Regions from separate parts of the Lactuca sativa genome. Here region 2 is linked to region 1. A link is a contact called in public Hi-C data. All regions are on one chromosome and are shown on one strand. Each heading gives the region's core, a stretch centred on a gene start, on an enhancer-like site or on the middle of the called end of the contact. The rest is flanking DNA. Distances are from core to core; before and after follow the strand shown.

Region 1 (3,298 bases), core at 729-3,228:
GCAAAGTAAGCCCTTTTATTTGACTTAATTCCGTCGGGATTTCTCCGGTTAAATGGTTTTCTGAGAAATCGATCTCGATGGCTAAAGAAAGATTCCCGATTTCTTTCGGGATTGTTCCGTTTAATCCGTTTCTGTATAAATATAACTTCTTTAAGTACTTAAGTTTCCCGATTTCTTTCGGGATTTCACCAACGAGATTATTTTGATACAAAGCAAGCGTCTCAAGCCACGAACAGTTTCCGAGCTCCTTCGGGATTATTCCGGTTAACTGATTATTCCAGAGAATTAGATCGGTCAGCTTTGTTAACTGCCCGAATTCCTTCGGGATATTTCCGTCAAAACTATTTTGAGCAACACCGAAATACTGTAAGCTTTCACAACCACCGATCTCCATGGGTATACTTCCGGTCATCTCATTCTGCCCGGCTCTAAAAGTGGTCAAGTTCTTGAGGTTTCCGATGGAATTCGGAAGTGACCCTTCAAGATTGTTGGTGTAGGCCACGAATTCGACCAAAGAAGAAAGCTGACCGAATGTTTCTGGGATTGAACCGGAAATCTGGTTATTGCATATATTCAAATGACTCAAATGAGTTAGATTTCCTATCTCATTTGGTATGACTCCATCTAACTGATTACCATTCAAGAACAGCATCTCTAAATTCGTTAAACTCCCAATTTCTTTAGGAATTTTGCCAACGAAATTGTTATTAGAAAGATCAAGATAAATTAACGAACTCAAACCACCGATACTTGCGGTTATTGTTCCTGAAAGATTCATTGAATGCAAATCGAGAGACCAAATCACAGGAGTGTAATCATATGTGCAATTCACACCAATCCATCCACAAGCGGTGTCATCTTTTGCATTCCAGTTCTTGAGGTACCCTAATTCATCAGTGATATTTTTCTTCAACGCTAGAAGGAACTTCCCATCTGAATTTAACCCCTTGCAAGGTAAAAGAACAGAAATAGCAACTAAAAGCGACAACCCAAAAACCATGGACATTGTGGGTACCTTCCAAGTGATTAGATTTGTAGTCAATGATTTTCAGTCTGCACAGCGTTTAAAATGTATAAGAACAAAGAAAATCGGGGAAAGTTTTGTCCTTTTACACGAATCAAACAAATCAAGAAAATTTAAAGATTTAATTAAGTAGCCCAGAAAAGGGGCATAAATTTGTCATTTTCGATTGATCAATCATGTGAATAGTCCAAGTATGATTCTAAAAAGTTTAAAGATAAAATAAATCCAAATGGGTATTTCAAAATCAGCTCAGAAAGAACAAAAAGAGGCTAATAAAGTCGAATTGACTTCAGGAACAAAACATTCAAAAAATGAAAAGGATATGAAGGATCTGCGTACCTTTAGGGCTATTTAACTCAGAGCAATCAAAGTCTTCCCAAAGAATCTGAAGGACTTCATGTAATTCCTTGTGATGATTCCAGAAAGAAGATTTGGCATGTATATCGATTGAAGTAGATGCGTGTGAGTTTGCACTCTTCTATTTTTCCCAAGAATGGTGGGATCTTCCAATCTAAAAAGTCCATTTCAGAAGTAAAGGAGAAAGATCCATGAAGCTTTTCTTCTTGGTAAAAGAACAAGCGCTTTTGAACGCGGAAAGAAATGGAATCAAATGCAATGAATCAAAAGCCTTTTTGATTAGAGTGAGAAAAGGGATTAAATATTAATTGATTTGGGGGCAATCAAAGATTAGTAAGGAAGCGAAACAGCACACAGCCACGTCTGTTGACAGTTGAAATTATGAAGCTGAAATTTTGGGTTTTCAATAATCTTTCTAAGTTTTCAAGATAAATACTATGGGTTAAGAACTCTTGAATTGAAGCTACAATGGCCGACAAGCATGCAATGAATCACTTCTCTTTAAAAGTTCCTCCTTTTTCACAGAGGTGGGCAAGAAACACTCAAAATTCTTTTTCGACCAAACAGATGTACATTAATAATTTGCACCTCAAAAATAAAGATGCCTCTCCTTGTTTATATAATAAACTTCTGGTACTTCTTTAACAAAATATGATAACAACTCTAATCGTAGTACAAAAATGGGATAATGACTTGAAAGGGTAACAAACTTTTGACTTTTGTCACATTTAGTCACTAAACTTTTTTTCGTTATCTATTTGCCATTGAACTATTGAAACTGTTCATATTTTACCCTTATGACCGGCTATTGCCGGTCATAAGGGTAAAATATGAACAGTTTCAATAGTTTAGTGGCAAATAGACAACGAAAAAAAGTTTAGTGACTAAATATGAACAAAATCAAAAGTTCGTTTCCCTCTAAAAAGTTCAACGACTAAATGTGAACAAACTTCCTATTGTATTGTGTTTTAGCAAATTATTTATTTTTGTTTAATTGTAGCAACATTTGTTGATGAGGAAATCTATGAAATAAAAAAACAAAATGTAACATCCGGATTTCCAGGTATCATAATTTAAGTATTTTTCTTTTGAGTTAAGAAGAGAGACTCGACGAGTTGACGCCTCAACTCGTCGAGTAAGGTCGCGACTGATGACTCGGATTAATGAATGGCCTCGACGAGTCGGTGAGGCGACTCGATGAGTCCGTGTTGTTGGCAGAAACCCTAAATCTTTGGGCTTGAGCCATATTTAAAGGCACTTATGACCTTCAATTGCGACTACCTTTCCCATAAGTGAGAACCCTAGCGAGCTTGAGTGTGTAGAGTGAAAGGAAGAGCTATCTTGAGCTTTTTGGTGTGATAGATCTGGACCCTTCTAGGTCCAGAGAGCCGAGAATATGAAGCTTTAGTAGAGTAAACCTTGGGGTTCGAAGTTAGGAAGCATTTATGGTATTTTTATGGTATATATAGTTATTTTCATCCTACACATAGATATGAAGTATTTTATATAAATTACGTTCTATGTGTGCATATTATTTGAATACTTGTTGTCTATGCTGGATGAACGATTTTATACATGTCTTAAAAGATTTAAACGGTATATTTATTTTATATCTACAAATATGTTGCGGATGAAACATGGGTAGATGAAATAGTTGGTGTGTGATGAAATAAAATGATGAGAGATAGGAGATGATAGAAAGGTGATGATAATTAGGTAAATCGATGATGATGAATATGTGATGTAGGATGAAAGGAGATACCATAACCTTAACCAACAATGTGGCGATGTAGTCATCTATCAGAGTATAGATGGCGACCACGGACTATTCTAGACAACTCAATGGAAACACCAGCAGGCCCATAACCTGTAGGTGATGAATTACGAGTTCAAGCGATGTTGTAACTACGTATTCAT
Region 2 (3,776 bases), core at 1,255-3,754, 310 kb after region 1:
TTTTCTGACCTGAGTATGCTGCCTCAGAGCAGGTTTAGATGTCCTACTACGTGAGCATGCTCAAGACTGAGATTTGTGGCGAATCAAAAGTATTGTTCCCTCTCCGAGCTTCAGTCATTTTCTTGGAGGAGAGAGACTAAGATTGAGACCCAAACTAAAGAGAAAATGCATACCCCAGTTCAGACGTAGCCAACAGCGAAGCAGTTCAAGCCCACTGATTCATGATATAGAGTCTACAGGGGCCGTACTTGTGGCAAGTGTGGGAGAATGCACGAGGAAGTGTGTCGGTCAGCGACTGGGTGCCACCAATATAGCAAAGAGGGCCATATTGCAAGGGAGTGTCGTCAGCAGGCTCCATCGCCTAGTACCATGATTTGCTGTCAATGTGATCAGGTTGGCCATATGAAGGCCGGTTTTTCATTGCTCGCTGCTAGACATGTGTAGGAACCAGCTCCGACTACCCTTCGGATCACAGACGAATGCCAGGGGAGGGCTGAGGCCCCAAAGGCCAGGGAGGCGTGTGTTGTCGTTATTAGTATGTATTCATTTACTATTTGGTCAAATTTAATTTATGTATGCTTATGTTTAAATTCATGATAGATACCTTCTTATTGAATTCCTTGTCTACACTTGGGCTTTTTTACTCAGGTGCGAGTCGATCCTTTGTATCTCAAACCTTCGGTAGGGATTTCGATATGAGCATTGGGGAGTTGGAGTGCCCATTGCGAGTTTCCATCGCCAACGAACACGAGGTTTATGCTCCAATCGTGTTTCGTGGTTGTACTCTAAAGATATTTGGGGCGCCTTACCCAATTGACATGATTCCTATCCCTATGGTTGGATATATGCACAATTGTGGGGATGGACTGGCTGAATAGGTTTGGAGTTGTGATCGATTGTGAGAAAGCTTTTTGTTCGGCTTCCAGGGCTAGACAGTATATCCACCATGGTTGTTCGAGTTATCTCGCATATGTGTTTGACACTCAATTTGAGGGGAGAGCTTCGGTTTCAAATGTACTAGTTGTTAGAGCATTTCTAGAAGTTTTCCTGGAGGATTTACCCGATGTGCCTCCCGTGAGGCAGATAGAGTTCAAGACCGACCTGATCCCCGATGCGGCCCCGACTACCAAAGTGTTGTATCACCTCGCACCACCAAAGATGCATGAGTTGTCCTCTCAGCTTTATGAGCTATTGGGCAAATAGTTTATCAGACCAAACAACTCTCTCTGAGGAGCATCGATTCTATTTTTTAACCGAAAACCTGTTTTAATCGGCCCTTGTGGACCTCTATTTAGTATTTAGCGTTATATCATTAGGCCAACTTTTATAAGTTTAGATTTGTCTAGCCTGGCCCGACCCAGACTATAGGTAGCCTGGCATTGAAGCCCAAAACTGAAGAATTGAAGGAGCTAAAAAAAGGGATATGGCCGCGTAGAACAGAAACAAAGACAAATCAAGCAATTGCCCATGGTTTGCGCGATGATCAATCTTCATGTATTGTCTGTCTCCATCTCCATCTTCCCCACTCTAGTCTCTGTATTTAATCTAAGCTCTCTCTCAACTACTAATCGGCTACATTTTCACCTTTTCTTTATTCCAAATCGTTATCTCCTCTACTCTTTGGCTCTTTTCCCTTTGTCTTTGTATTTTGGAGTATTCAAAATCGCCTTAACCTTGCGTTTTTTCCACAATCTCAGAGTTAATTTCAGTTTTAGAATTTCAAATAAGTTTTCAAAGTTATATATGTCGCAGTCTTGGGTTGTGTGAGTATTTCCAATTTTCGAGTAACTTATCGAATATTAGCGATTAGTTCTTGTTTTGTATGATTTATTTTAAAAATTTATGTACTCGAGCTTTATTTCATTATTTGAATCCAGTTACACTCTTTTAGAATTTAGAAGCACATAAAAGAACTCAACTTCTTAGTTCTCTCATCTATGTAACTCAGTTTCTGTTTGATTGGTTGATAATGATACACCATCGATTGTATTAATGAATCTCCCATGTCTTGGATTCAAAGTGTCCATCTGGGCATGAATGTTTAGGGGTTTTAAATTGGTTTGAATCCGAATTGGATTGAAAGATTTGTTTAGTGGACAGTAGGCAAGTTGAGTTTCAATTAGAATTGATAAGAAATTGTCTCAATTAATATATTAGACTTTTAATTTTGAACTTTGAATTATGTTTGAATTAGAATTTTACAAGCCTAGATTGATTAGTAAATACATAGATGCTTTGAGACTTTATTTCGAATTATGTTTGAAATTTAGTTAGTTTTGTGCTTGAAAGGCATGACATTATCTATTATCCAAATCATAGCTTGATTGAAGCTATTTGTATGATTATTGGACGCTTTGACACTTTTGTCCCTGCTAGCTATATCTTTGTTGGCACATAAGTTCCTGCTTGTTGTGGTTATTTTTATTTTTTTAAAATACATGTATTTAATGTTCTAATTGGGTTAAAATATGGATTGGGTCCAAAAAGAAAAACCTTTTGGCGTGTTTGATATGGATTAGAAAGTGAGGGACTCGGTCCAACGTTTTCATGTCTTGGCTTTCCAATTGGTGGACCGGAAACAAAAAGAAATCGAGAAATCGAACACAGCTATCGCCGTTCCCTTCCTGCCTCCACTTCCAGTTCCAACGAAAATAGAGAAATCGAGCAGCCTACTTCCGACGAATCAACAGCTACTTATTTCGTCCTTCGTTCCTTCTTGCTCCTGATTTCTGCATTCCATACGAGATTTTCTATTCCCAATTTCTCTATTTCATACGAGATTTTCTGATTTCTCCTTCTTGTTTCTTGTTTCTTTCTGAAATTTTGCTGGCTTATGTAAGAGTTTTTGCTGAGAAATCGATTGGCTGTTTTGCTGTTTCTGTTTCTTCTGATCCTGTTTTGCTGTTTCTTCCTTCTTATATGTATGTAAGTGTCACTCCATTTCGTTATTTGAATCAAATTTGTCCATTTCATTTGAGTTATTCCTTGTTCATTATCATATCGAGATTTTTGTTCTTAACAAATGGCCACTGACCTCCTCAACAAGAAAAATGAAACATTTTAATCTTTAAATAAATGTCATAAATTAAGTTTTGTAGTAAATGATTTTTTTTTTATATAAGCTCATTGAACTTTGTTGAATTCAATGCATTACAGAAAGAAAAAAAAAAAAAACGACAGAGTTGAATGAAAAATAGAACGTCAATGCGTCAAACCATTAAATAAACCCAGCAATCCATTTGTTACATACTGTGAAGGGGAGAAGGAGAAAATGGATTGCAAGGAAAACGAATCTCCTGAAAGTAGTAAGTCCCATGGATTTCAACTCTTTCTGGATAACCATCTGCTAATTAAATAAACCCTAACACCTCGCTTTTTTTTAAACCTAAATTCCAGGGGAGACTTCACGTGTAGTAGTTGAATTTCTTGAAGTTGCTATTACATCCATCATCTTCCTGAAAGGAATATACCCACCAGGTCTGCAATCTTTTCAAGATCCTCGATTTTTATTTTTTTGAGTAACTGAAGTTTGAAAACTGATGTATGACATGACCCAGGTGCTTTTGAAAGGCGGAGATATATGAATCTATTGGTTCACAGGGCTCGACACCCTCAGCTTAATCGCTATATCCTCAACTCTGTCAATGCACTTGAACCTTACATCCAACAGGTGAGAATTAATTATGTAGATCAAAATTAGAGAGAAAGAGAATCAAGTGTTGATATAGGTAACTTTTGTCTCAGGGGCTGGTTGAGAGAATTGCTGTTATTTTCTT

Evidence for each region. Hi-C and Micro-C count contacts between places; a contact is called where the count stands out from the background.
Region 2: a Hi-C map of leaf shows a contact between it and region 1, with 7 times the contacts expected there. The contact joins the promoter of LOC111879545 here to the promoter of LOC111879564 in region 1. A contact is called at or near these places in 2 of 4 Hi-C or Micro-C datasets (both in leaf).

Annotation. Positions count from the first base shown.
Region 1 is chr6:97,224,093-97,227,390 of Lsat_Salinas_v11, forward strand. LOC111879564 (probable leucine-rich repeat receptor-like protein kinase At2g33170) reads right to left here and starts at 1,979. Exons shown (of 3, transcript XM_023876034.3): 1 at 1,364-1,979; 2 at 1-1,053. The coding sequence starts at 1,006.
Region 2 is chr6:97,533,849-97,537,624 of Lsat_Salinas_v11, forward strand. LOC111879545 (DNA polymerase zeta processivity subunit) reads left to right here and starts at 2,505. Exons shown (of 5, transcript XM_023876015.3): 1 at 2,505-2,921; 2 at 3,157-3,305; 3 at 3,397-3,477; 4 at 3,558-3,670; 5 at 3,745-3,776. The coding sequence starts at 3,272.